Regions from separate parts of the Mus musculus genome. Here region 2 is linked to region 1. Evidence: chromatin contacts called from public HiChIP or PLAC-seq data. All regions are on one chromosome and are shown on one strand. Each heading gives the region's core, a stretch centred on a gene start, on an enhancer-like site or on the middle of the called end of the contact. The rest is flanking DNA. Distances are from core to core; before and after follow the strand shown.

Region 1 (6,184 bases), core at 2,089-4,588:
TCGCGGCCCTGGGGAAGAGGCAGGAAGATCATAAGCTAAAGGTCAACCCTGGCTACAAAGGGAGTTCGGGATCCTCCTGAACTACATGAGACCTTGTCTCAAAACGAAAGGCAAGGAAGACAGCAGAAGGGGGAGAGAGAGAGAGAGAGAGAGAGAGAGAGAGAGAGAGAACACCAGATGTGGCACACACTTGGGAAGTGGAGGCCTGAAGCTCAGGAACTCAAGTCCAGCATGGGCTACACGAGACCCCGTTTCACAAGGAGAGGCGGAAGGAAAGGAGGAGAAGGAAGAGACGGAGAGAACAGAGTGGCTATGTAATGCTGGGCCTTGCCCTTGCTAAACACATGCTGTCACCAAGCTTCACACTCAACCACCAATCAGCATTTCTTAATAACGCTCTCTGTTGGGGCTGGTGAGATGGCTCAGTGGGTAAGAGCACCCGACTGCTCTTCCAGAGGTCAGGAGTTCAAATCCCAGCAGCCACATGGTGGCTCACAACCATTTGTTACGAGTTCTGACTCCCTCTTCTGGAGTGTCCGAGGACAGCTACAGTGTACTTACATATAATAAATAAATAAATAAATAAATAAATCTAATTATGGCAAAATGTACAGAGCATGTTAGCTTTCCACCATACCCTTATATTGAGAACAGGGTCTTAATCTGTAGACCTGACTGACCTGGAACTCTTGATGTGGATCAGGCTAGCCCCTCCAGATCTGCCTCTGCCTCCAGAGTGCAAGGATTAAAGGTATACCCCACAGCCAGTCTCATCGTACCATTTCAACATAGTTTAGTAGTGTTGAATAAATCCACATTTGTGTGTGTTCAGTGTCCAGAAAATTCTAGACATGATACTGACTTTTGTGGTGTTTGTTTTTTGAGATACTGTCTCTCTGTAGCCGAGGTTTGCCTAGAGCTTGCTTCATGATACAGGCTAGCCTCCAACTCAAGATCTCCTTGCCTTCATCTCCTTAGTGCTGGGATGGCAAGTGTGCACCATCCTGCCAGGTTTGAATCCAGTTTTGGAAGTCACACCCGGAGCGGCTCAAGGGGTTGTAGCTCAGTGGTAGAGAGCTCTTGCTTGCCGTGGCCAAAACCCTGAGTTTAAGCCCTAGAAGCAGAAAACAGAGACGAAGGGTATACCCCCTCTGAATGTACATTCTCAACAAGAAGAAACAAAGAAGGAAAACTGGAATGGGGGGGTGGGGAGAGAAGCAGATGTTGGAGAGGAGGCCAGTGTCTCCATTATTGTGTTACTCATGTACCGCCTGACCTGCATTCACGCTTGCTCAGTGCGAAAGCATCCGAGTGTGCTTCTAGCCAGCCAGTGAGAGAGTGGGAGTCCTCTGAATTCCGCTCCCTGAATAGGGTAGAGGCTTCTGCACTGTGGTTGAGCTACTAGTGTTGCTTCTGCCCCTGACTCTGCTTGGAGCTGATAGGCTCTTAATTTATTGGTCTCCCTGATAGGTGGTGAAGGTGGCTTGCCCCTGGGGCTAAAACTGTTTACTGCCTTGGAGTTCTTTGAGTAAAAATCACCTTGAGTTGCCCTGGAGTCTTGTTTCCTGGGCCTTATAAATCTGCTCAGCTGCAGCTCGGCTGCCAGGTCTTTCCTCCCACTCCCCCCTGAGACCTTGGTGTGACTTGCTACTTCTCATTGACTTTTATCTCTCATTTCCTTCTGGCTCAGAACTCTGTGCTCACAGTTAGAGCCCCCTTGTCCCAGATGATAAATACCAGTTAAAAGCCACTGTTGTGGGTACATGCCCCTATCAGAAATGAGAACAGTCAGTCTCTGGGAAAGGCCACTGTGTACGCAGAGAGTGTGCGCTCTGGTGACGCATGGCTTTAGCTATCGTGTTTTCAGAGTGTGGGGTAGCTTTTGGTGGGGTCTCAGAGGGAGCTCAGAGGTAGCAAGCTGGGCTGACTGGCAGGCGTCCTGCATGTACACTGGATACCCGGGCCTGGCTCACTAAGTGACAACTACCAGATACCACCAAGGACTCATTCTTTCTCTCCTTTATTTTTTATTTTATGTATGTGATTATTATGCTTGCATGTATGTCTGTGAACAGCGTATGTGTTTGTGTGTGTGTGTGTGTGAGAGAGAGAGACACGAGAGAGAGACAGAGACAGAAAGTCACCATGTCGTTGCTGGGAATCGAACCAGGGTCCTCTGAAAGAGGACCAGTGCTCTTAACCACTAAGCCATCTCTCCAGCCCCCCCCCCTTATTACATTCCTTTCTTTCTTTTTTTTTTTTAAAGATTTATTTATTTTATTATATGTAAGTACACTGTAGCTGTCTTCAGACACACCAGAAGAGGGAGTCAGATCCCATTACGGATGGTTGTGAGCGATCATGTGGTTGTTGGGATTTGAACTCAGGACCTTCGGAAGAGCAGTCAGTGCTCTTAACCACTGAGCCATCTCTCCAGCCCCCCCCTAATTACATTTCTTGACAACATGTGCCTCTGCAGAGTCAAGACCAGAGGTGTGAGAACTGTAAGCCAAGTAAGGTTCTTTGATGCTGTGGATCAATCCTGGGGCCTTACCCGTGCTAGGCAAGTCTTCTGCTATTGAGCTGCCCCGAGGCCCCTGGCTGTTACAATTTTAAAGGATAATAAAGAAAACAAACAAACAAACATGTAACCAACTCATACCTACTCTACAGACTCCAAAGTCCTTCTCTCTTCTCGTCAGCCGCCTGGTTTCATCCTTTGTGGAAAGTGGCTTTCTAAGCCGGGTGTGGTGGCGCGTGTTTTAACACCTGGGAAGCAGGGGCAGGTTGATCTCTGCGAGTTCCTGTCTCTGCTGACTCTTAACCCCTTCCCTCTTCCTTCCCTCTCCAAAGAAATACCAGCCCTCGGATCCCGCCTTTGCCTACGCGCAGCTGACCCACGATGAGCTGATCCAGCTAGTCCTCAAACAGAAGGAGACCATCAGCAAGAAGGAGTTTCAGGTGCGGGAGCTGGAGGACTACATCGACAACCTGCTAGTCAGAGTCATGGAGGAGACCCCCAACATCCTCCGAGTGCCGGCGCAGATGGGCAAGAAGGCCGGAAAGATGTAAACTGCGGGAAGGAGGCGTGGTCTGAAGGAGGCGTGGTCTCCCTAGTAACTAGCACACCGGTTCCGAAGGCCTGCTGTGTGCATCATCTCTCAAGAGTTAATTCTCCTAGCTGAAAACCAGATTAATGATTACAACGAATCTTTTACTATACATCTCCCAGCGTTTTGTTTTTCAATGCCACTGTGCCTTTGACTACATTGTAAATATCAGATTTGATCCGATGTGTTTTAACGCCAGGGTTGTTGCCCTTTGATGCTGAGATCTTCCGGTATGGATCCTCCGTGAAGGCAGGCTCAGGGTGAGATGAGAAAGGGACTTTGGGATGTGTGCTGTTTCACCCGCTCTCTTGGCCTTTGAGCACCTCGGTTGAGGCACAAGCTCAATTTTTAATTCGGGTAAACCCGAGGACTCAAGGGTTGTTTTGGTGAGGGTTGGTTTGGGAGGCGTTGTTCTGTTTTCAGGGTGGGGTGTTATGTAGCCCCGGGCTGGGGCTGCTCTTGAACTCACTGTGTACTGAGATTGGCCTTAGATTTCTGACCTTTCTGCCCCCCACTGCCAAGTGCTAGGATTACAGCCGTGTTTGATGCCTTCTGGTCGGAGCACGGTTGTTTACATAAAACCTCTGAGCATGCTTCTTAGATTTTTGAATATGCCTTTTACAATTGGCAGTACCCTCTGGCCTTAAAAATATGTTCTCCATGGATTGGGGGATATAGCTCAGTGGGTAAGGTGCTTGCACTACAAACCTGATGGTCTCCGTTTGGATTCTTAGCATCTATGCTAAAGCCAGGAAGAGTGGCATGTGCCTGGGTGGGGGCTGGGCTGGGGGAGGGCAGAGCCAGGCAGATCTCAGGGGCTCACTGGAAACTCCAGGTTCAGTGAGGGACAGTCTTAAACAATAAAATGAAAAGCTACCATAGACCTCTGCCCTTCATGTGGTCACACACACACACACACACTGCTCTTTAGATCTATAGGGCCATTTCCTGGAGACATGAAAGAACTAAAGAGTCACTTTTCAGGCTGGAGTGATAGTCTAGTGGTTAAGAGCACTCACTGGCTGAACAGTGGACCAGGTCCAGAGGACTTGGGTTCAATTCCCAGCAACCACATGGTAGCTCACAACTGTCTGTAATTTCTGTTCAAGGGAATCTGACCGTGTCACCCGGACATCCATGCAGACAAAATATCAATACACATAACATTAAATTTAAAAGGAAACAGAGAGTCGGTCTCTCCTCAGGGTTCGGGGTTCCTGTTGCCCCGCTGGCCTTTCCTAGGTGGGGAGGGGACTGAGTTCCTCTACAGCATCTCTGTGAGGTGGAGGATGATTTTAGGACCGGACCTTTGGCCGTTTCCTGCCATCGGCTTGTCTCAATGGCGTTTCCTGGAAGGGAGTAGACAGTCCACTGATTTCTCAAGATGAAGGAGGCTCAGGCAGGGGCTGGGTAAGTGCTCAGGGGTAGAGCGCCCCAGCCACACGTCAGCGGTAAGGAACAGTTGTGAAGAGCTACAGGATGGCATCTGCTTCTTTGCTGCTACCTCCTGATTTGGGGAGTTTTGTTGCTGCTATTTTGAGACAGATCTCACTGGCTTTAAGCTTTTCACACATACACACACCCCCACCCCCACCCCCGCCTCAGTTTTTCAAATTTCCAAATACTGGAATTACAGGTATGTGCCACCATTCCTGGTAGATCAATGTATTTTTTTTTTTATAAAATGTACACACACACACATATATATATATACACATATATGCACACCTTAATATATATATATATATACATATATACACACATCTTAAAACACACACATATGTATATATACATACACATATAGATGCACACCTTAATATACACACACACACACACACACACACACACACACACACACGGCCGCTTTTTCACTAGTAGAGGGAATTCCATTGCTGGTCACCTCATTCTGGAATTAAAATGTTTCATGATTTTTTTTTTTCTTCCTGGTAGTAATAAAAAATCTCACTAAATCTTAACACCTCTGCTCAGCGAGTCATAGGCCAATGCCGTGGATAGGGTTGCCGTGGATAGGGTGGGGTAGCGGTGGTTCTCAATGAAGAATCTGTGTGTTCTTATCACCCGGAAGGTGAGGAACGCTGGTTATACTGCAGCACTTTAATCTGAAGGGCAAGACTGTAACTTGATTTACCTAACAAGCTGTTGATGATCCACACGTATTTTTATTTAATCTCTCTTACAGTACTAGGGACCACTGTAAATTTCTTGAGATGATTTGTATTTTTTTTTTTTTTTAGTGTCATGAAATTCATTAATATGCCTATAAAGAAACTGTATCCACTTGATCTCTGAAAATGTACATGTATATTTCTGTTCTGCATCCTGGGGTTTTGGTTTGATTTTTTGTTTTGTTTTTTTTGTTTTTAACTTGATATAAGTGCATTTTTACTGTGATAACCTAAGTGCACTGGAGCACTGCTCAGAAGAGGCAGCCTGGGGAGCTGCCTTGTGTATGAAGAGTCTGGAGGTCTCTACTGCTACTCAGACCTTTGGTATGTAACCGAGTCAGCTCTAGCGAGGACCGTCTAGGTGAAGTGAATTCCTGTGCTCTGAAATGCCACTTGGGGACTCTGGAGAATGAAGGACAGTTTACTTCGGGGGCTTTGCTGGTTTCTGCAGTGCTGGGAAACACTGCCTTTCTGACGTTGCTGTACCTCACAAGGTAATAGAGGCCCTGCCTACTTATAATAACTGTTCCTGACTATTTGGTCGGGCACTAAGGAGTGATACCAACCAAGGGAAGCCGAACCTGCATTGAGCCACTGGCAGAGGCTGGTGACAGGGAGAGCCCTGGAGCTACTGAGGCTGACCTCTGCCTTGTGCTTGTAGCTTCCACTGATGCCAACTTGAGGTGCCCTGGAGGGGCCTACACTCTGGAGAAAGAAGAGAAGGAAGGGAAGAAAGAAGAAAGAAAGAGCCCTTTCCTTGCCCATGCCTGGCTACCTCCAAGAAAGCCCAGCCAGAGATTTGGGTGGGGTATGAAGGCGTTGGATTAAATACCAGCATACTCCATTTTAGGACAGCATCCTAAAAACCAGCCAGCCCTTGGCCTAATC
Region 2 (6,184 bases), core at 2,594-5,093, 110 kb before region 1:
GTGTGACTGCCTTGTCTTCCCTTCATCTGACTCACACTGAATCCCACCATTCATCCTTCCAGCTTCTCATCATCTAACAGGACTGACACTGTTAATAATGACGTAGATTTCCAAGCTGTTGGTAAAGTATCAAGTCCATAAGTATACAGACAGAAGGCAGGCGGATTTCTGAGTTCGAGGCCAGCCTGGTCTACAGAGTGAGTTCCAGGACAGCCAGGGCTACACAGAGAAAACCCTGTCTCGGAAAGCCAAAAACCAAAAACAAACAAAGAAAAGTATACAGAGAGAAAAGTCCTGGGTTCAAATCCACTTTCCATTTCTGTGGACTTTACAAATCACTTTGGAAAAAAAAAAAGGTGACTTGAAAAAAATGTAGAAAAACAGTGCCTGCCTGGGGCCATGGTGGTCTTAAAGGGACTCTAAAAAAAACTCTGCAAAAAACCCTGCCTTCCGGTTCTCAGCCTGGACAGCTGCCCAAGCTCAGACATGTCCATTATCTGAAGCATAAAATAAGGCAAAAGGAGACGTGTATTAAGGGTGTTAGTGTGCTGGGGGCTGTGTACTTCGCAAAGATAACCTGATCCCTACCTAACTCCTGGGTCAGAGGTCAGCACAGACACACGAGAAAGCTTGTGAATAAATAAAAAAAAGAAAGGTTTGGGGATGTGGTAGGAAGGGGTTTGACTGAAATTTTGTTGTTTTGTTTTGTTTTGTTTTGTTTTGTTTTGTTTTGTTTTGTTTCAGCCACGGTGGAGTGTGGAAGTGTAAGAGAAACCCAAGAGGCCATCATCCAAAGAGGGAGGCCCTGGGGTTGCTTTGCAGCCCTGCAGCTACTGGGCCAGGGCGCCCCCTAGTGCCTTCCTGCTTCTCCTGTATTTTGCTTTTGTTTTTGCTTTGTTTCACTTGCTTTATTTAACCTCTGCCTAGGCTGGCCTTAAACTCCTGAAGCAGAGAGGATGGCCCAAGACTCCAGATCTTCCGATTACAGGAGTGTATCACCACTCCAAGCCAAAAGAAATTTCTTTTTAATAAAATCAATTCAGGGGCTCAAAACATGTTAGAGATTAAGAGCATTTGAGCGCTGGGCGTGGTGGCACACGCCTTTAATCCCAGCATTTGGGAGGCAGAGGCGGGTGGATTTCTGAGTTACAAAGTGAGTTCCAGGACAGCCAGGGCTACACAGAAAAAAACCTGTCTCGAAAACCAAAAAAAAAAAAAAAAAAAAAAAAAGCATTTGATATTCTCAATAGAGGATCTGGGCTTAGTTCCCAGGACTCACATGGAAGCTGACCACCATCCTCAACTCCAGTTCCAGGAAATCCAACACTCTTTTCTGGCCTCCAAGGATACATATTTGCTTGCACAGGTATACAAGCAGGAAAAGCACACATACACGTAAAAATAGAAATTATTGAAATAATTCATAATTAATAAAATAATTTACCTCATAAATTGACCAGTAGGAGAGGTCCTAATTTCTCTGTTTTCCTTTGGCCCAGTTTCTCATCCCAGCTCCCGGCAGCCTAACAGAGAGAGGTGGTCCAGCCAATTAGCTTCAAAGTGACCTCTTCCTTGGCAGACCTGGTTGCCAAAGCTGTGTCCTCCTGCCTCATGGTTCTGAGTTAGCAGAACCTGCCTTTGCCCGCTGCCCTTTCTGTTTTCACCTTGGGTTAGAAACAACTTCAGGAACTCTTCCTAGGTAGGCGTTGTATGAGGGCAAGCCTTTTATTTCTGATGAGTGAGTGAGAGATGAAGAAAAATGTCTGACCAACTAAACATCACTTCTTCTAAAACCACTACCATGCGCACCTCAGCAGCAGGGCAGCAGCGAGAGCTGGGCTAGCATCCCCAGTGATAGGCTCCTCCCATCTCTGCCACTGAAGAGCCGGTGACCTCAGACCCCAACCACAGGCCTCAAGTTTGCACATATGGAGAGGGATGTGGGATCTGATAACTTCCCGGGTCTATTACAGTGCAAAGCCTGTGGCTCAGCCACTGCCCTTTGTGAGTGTTGGTGGACGAGGGAGCTGTGATTAAAATAAAATAGATAACTCTCCCCCCAAAGAAAACGCGCATCCCTGGTGATTACGCTCGAAAATTCTGTTTGTTCTGATGAAACAGGACAGGGTCTCATTCTGTATGCCTGGCTGGCCTGAAACCCACTATGTGGACCAAGCTGAACTCAGACAAGCAGTAAAACAATTCCCCCTCCCCCTCCCCCTCCCTCTATTCCCAAGTACTGGGATAACAGGTATGAGCCACCATACCTAGCTTTGCACTGGAGAATTCTATCGAAAGCTCAAAGAAAATATAGACACAGCAATGTTGTACAACTACTCCAGAGCACAGGAGTATGTTCCAGTTCACTCTACAAAGCTAGCATATGCCAAACAAGACTGGGAGGGCACTGGAAGGAAAACTATCAGCTAATATCTCTCTCGAACTCAGATGCAAAACTCCCAGTTAAACATCCACTGACTGGAAGTCCCCCTTGAGGAGAAGCCTGGTGCCAGCTCAGGCACAAGCCTCACTTTCCCGGGCTTCGTGGCTAGGAATCCAAGCCACTAGAAAAGTGCTCCTCGGCAAGTAGGGCAACTGAGCTTTGTTCTGGGGGCTACGAAACCCAGCGCTGAGCCCCCCTCCCGGGGCGTGGCAGAGGGGAGGAGCCGCGGAACACAAAAGCAGAGGTGGTGGAGAAAACCCCGCAGAGAAAAAAGGCTGCAGGCAGCCGGAGCTTGGAGCTTAGCGGATAATGAGGGTGCTCTGTGGAGTCCTCAGTGCCGTCTTGACAAGGTTGCTCCCTCCCTCCCAAGCTTACTGTTTTGGAAACAAGTTCCTATTGCAGGATATTCGATCACATTGTGACCCCCTGAGACTGGGGGGGGGGGGGGGTCTAGTTGTGGTGTGGTTCAGCCCTTAGCACACTCCTTTAATCGTCTCTAGCACATACCTTTAATCCCAATGAAGGTAAAGTTAATTTGTAGAAGAAAACACAAAAGTGACATCTAGGGCTGGAGAGATGGCTCAGCCGTTTAGAGCACTGACTGTTCTTCCAGAGGTCCTGAGTTCAAATCCCAGCAACCACATGGTGGCTCACAACCATCTGTAATGGGATCCAATACCTTTTTCTGGTGTGTGTTGAAGACAGCTACAGTGTGTTCCTATAAATAAAAATATCTCTTTTTTAAAAGTGACATCTAGTTGAGTGGCAGACGAAGTGGCAAATCAGATAAAGATTTGACAGAATAGGAAGTAGCAGGTAGTTTCTACTACCTCGCTTTAAGCTCTGGACAGACAGAGGTACCAGCCCCCACCCTGGTTCCTGTGGATCTGAGGATAAAAGACACGCATTTTTATGTGTTTTAACTCAATGGTCAGGCACTTCTAAGCCTCCCTCAGCTAACTTTCCCATGGCCCTTACTCCCCTTCACTCCCAGCTTAACACCTCTAAATCTGCCCTCAGTCTAGCTGTTCAGTTACCTTTAGTCTTAGCTCAACACCTTTAAATCTGCCCTCGGCTTAGTTGAACTTCTGATCTCCCTCCTGCAACCCCAGGCCCAGTCAGGCTAGCAACCAATAGTCACTCCACCCAAGATTTCACATGGCTAGTGGCTCTCTCTCCCTCTGAAGCATGGTGAATTTTCTTTCCCCTTCCTGCATCTATCAGCCTGCCTATGGGAACCTGGAAGTCGCACCTTTTCCACCCAGCCATTGGCTGCCAACATCGTTATTGCTCGATCAAGAACCAATTGGAGAACAGGACCTTCAGTATTTACATGCAAATTCCCGGGCCAAAGCATCAGAACCGCCCCCTACAATAGGATACGCCCAACTTTCACAAGAAGAGAGAGGAAAGGGGCAGTTTACAGAGACAGGTTGTAGAAAGAGAGAGAGAACAAGCCAGACACGGGTGAGGACAGAAAACCAGAGAATGAGAAGGAGCAGAAGATTAGAACAGATTGCTGGAATTAGTTTGTGACCAAACCAAACAATTCAGTAAGAAACTGAGAGGTCAGACGGAATCAGACAGCTTGAAGAGGAGTTTGAGCCAGGACAGCTGAGTTGAATCAGCTATCCAGTGCTCAATAAGAACTAGGAAGGGGTGAGTTTCTCTATCAGTAAGTCTCAAAGGCTGAAAATATTCTAGGTCTAGATAAGATTGTATGGAGGTTAGAAGTTTCTAAGACTAGGCCTAGTTTAGCAGAAGGCAACGATCTTCCAGAGAACAGGTGAGTTAAAGATACTTCAACATGTTCCTATAGGTTTCTCAAGGTAGGCATTGTCACTCTGTCGTATCCTGTTTGTGGCTGTGGTCCAAGGGTTTGGGGAGTGGGTATGTGGCAGAACATCACTGAAGCTCCCTAAACGCAACAGGATTCAAGCGAGAGAAACCAGAAGCTGAGGAGGGAACTTGGCTCGCTTTTCAGACTGGAAGCTCAGCTTTGCTGAGGCAGGGGAGTGAGGTCTAGGATTCTGATGAACAGCTCAGCTCCCGGCCATGCACATTCGTGCTGGGGTTATATCGGGCTAATCTGTCCCGTTCTAAGTAAACTCCAGCCTAGCAAGCTTGGGCTTGTGCTGTCTCTTCTAGTCAGCAAAGAATGGAGCCAAGCTGTTCCAAACCACTCCCCTGCAGCGATCGATGCAAGAAAAGAAAGTGGTGACAATCCCTCAGCTGTTGGTCTCACCACAGGGTGCGTAGCCCAGGAAGATACTGAAAGAAGTACAGACTGACAGAGGTACAAACAGAGGCCAAGGCTGTCCCTGCATAGAGGCCCAGAAAGGCCATTACATAAAGCTGTGGGGGTGGAGCCAGATTTCACTGGAGACCCCAAGATGGTAAGGATGCCAGACTCGTGGGATACCTGCCAAGGAGAGCTGCTAACAGGGAGTGGGACCAGCCGAAGAGAGAGACGTGTGCAGCTCTCCACAAAGCTGGAAGGAGTGGGGGACCTAAAGAGTACTTTGACATCAGACATGGATACGAAGTTCTGAGTGTACCCAACTGATGTTTGGTCTTGCTTTTGGTCCAGTATTTCCTCACTAGGCTCCCCCCCCCTTTTATATTCTATGTCATTGTATGTTAGAAGCATGTGATCTGCCTTTTGGTTTTACAGGAGGTTGTAGTGAAGAGATTGCCATGAGTCTCCAAAGAGACTTTAAACTTTGGACTTTTAAACAGTCCTAGGACCGTGATGGACTACAGATAGGATTTTTGAGGTTGAACTGAATCTATTTTTGCATTATGATATGGCTACAAGCCCCTGGGAACCAGGGAATGGAATGTGCTTGTTTGAATAATAATGCCCCCCCCCCCACAGCATCATATATTTGACTGCTTAGTTACCAGGGAGTGGAACCCTTTAAAAAGAATTAAAATGTGGAAGTATGACCTTTTTATGGAGAAAGTGTGTCACTGGGAGTGAGTTTTGAGGTGACAAAGCCCATGCTAGCTCCAGTGTCTCCCTGACCCTATAGATCAGGATGTAACTCTTATCTACCTCTCCAGCACCATACTGGCCTGCTGCCATGCTTCCTGCCATGATGATAATGGACTAAACCTCTGAAACAGTAAGCCAACCCCCAACCAAATGCTTTCAATGTTCATGGTGTCTCTTCAACACAATGGAACACTGACTAAGTCTCTCTCTCTCTCTCTCTCTCTCTCTCTCTCTCTCTCTCACACACACACACACACACACACACACAATCAAAACCAAGAAACAGAAAATAAGGGTCAGATTATGTTGAGAATTAGCCCACATTTCCATGTATTCATAGGGTCAGAGAACCTGTCTTCAATAACCAATACCACTTGGGTAGGAACCTCCTCTAGGATAAGGAATTTATTTCATATAACTTTCAAGATATTTACAGAATGTCTTTGGGTAAACATCTCAGAAGTTATTTATTGGAATGAGAATTTTTATTTTGTTTGGTTTGTTTGTTTGTTTGTTTTTTGAGACAAGGTTTCTCTGTATAGCCCTGGCTGTCCTGGAACTCACTTTGTAGACCAGGCTGGCCTCGAACTCAGAAATCCGCCTGCCTCTGCCTCCCGAGTGCTGGGATTAAAGGCGTGCGCCACCATGCCCGGCTCGGAATGAGAATTTTTAAACACTGATCGTAGCAGAAATGGGTTTTTAACGACTAAAACATCCTCTTGCAATGACATGCTGATTGTGAC

The links. HiChIP or PLAC-seq counts read pairs in DNA pulled down with a chosen protein or histone mark.
Region 2: a contact with region 1 is called in an H3K27ac HiChIP or PLAC-seq map of embryonic stem cells, with 18 read pairs. The contact joins the enhancer-like site here to the promoter of 4933416M07Rik in region 1. A contact is called at or near these places in 14 of 39 promoter capture datasets (the 3T3-L1 cell line, 3T3-L1-derived adipocytes, the C10 cell line and 9 more), 8 of 484 Hi-C or Micro-C datasets (the C2C12 cell line, CD4 T cells, the G1E-ER4 cell line and 4 more), 6 of 115 datasets of contacts at active chromatin or transcription factors (embryonic stem cells, extraembryonic endoderm stem cells, microglia and 1 more) and 3 of 9 other capture datasets (adipose tissue, liver and pancreatic islet).

The regions. Positions count from the first base shown.
Region 1 is chr8:27,140,064-27,146,247 of GRCm38.p6, reverse strand. It overlaps 4933416M07Rik (RIKEN cDNA 4933416M07 gene), which reads right to left and starts at 3,338. Exons shown (of 4, transcript NR_045840.1): 1 at 2,887-3,338; 2 at 2,663-2,769; 3 at 1-8. It overlaps Rab11fip1 (RAB11 family interacting protein 1 (class I)), which reads left to right. Exons shown (of 6, transcript NM_001080813.2): 6 at 2,854-6,184. The coding sequence ends at 3,072.
Region 2 is chr8:27,248,535-27,254,718 of GRCm38.p6, reverse strand. No RefSeq gene overlaps it. Among named protein-coding and RNA genes, the nearest start is that of Eif4ebp1, 8.7 kb to the left of the region's middle. Within about 2 kb of position 3,843, at least 36 of the 459 cell types and tissues checked have an H3K27ac peak or open chromatin away from gene starts, as enhancers often do. A contact at or near this core is called in adipose tissue, embryonic stem cells, epiblast stem cells and 3 more, where this site is marked.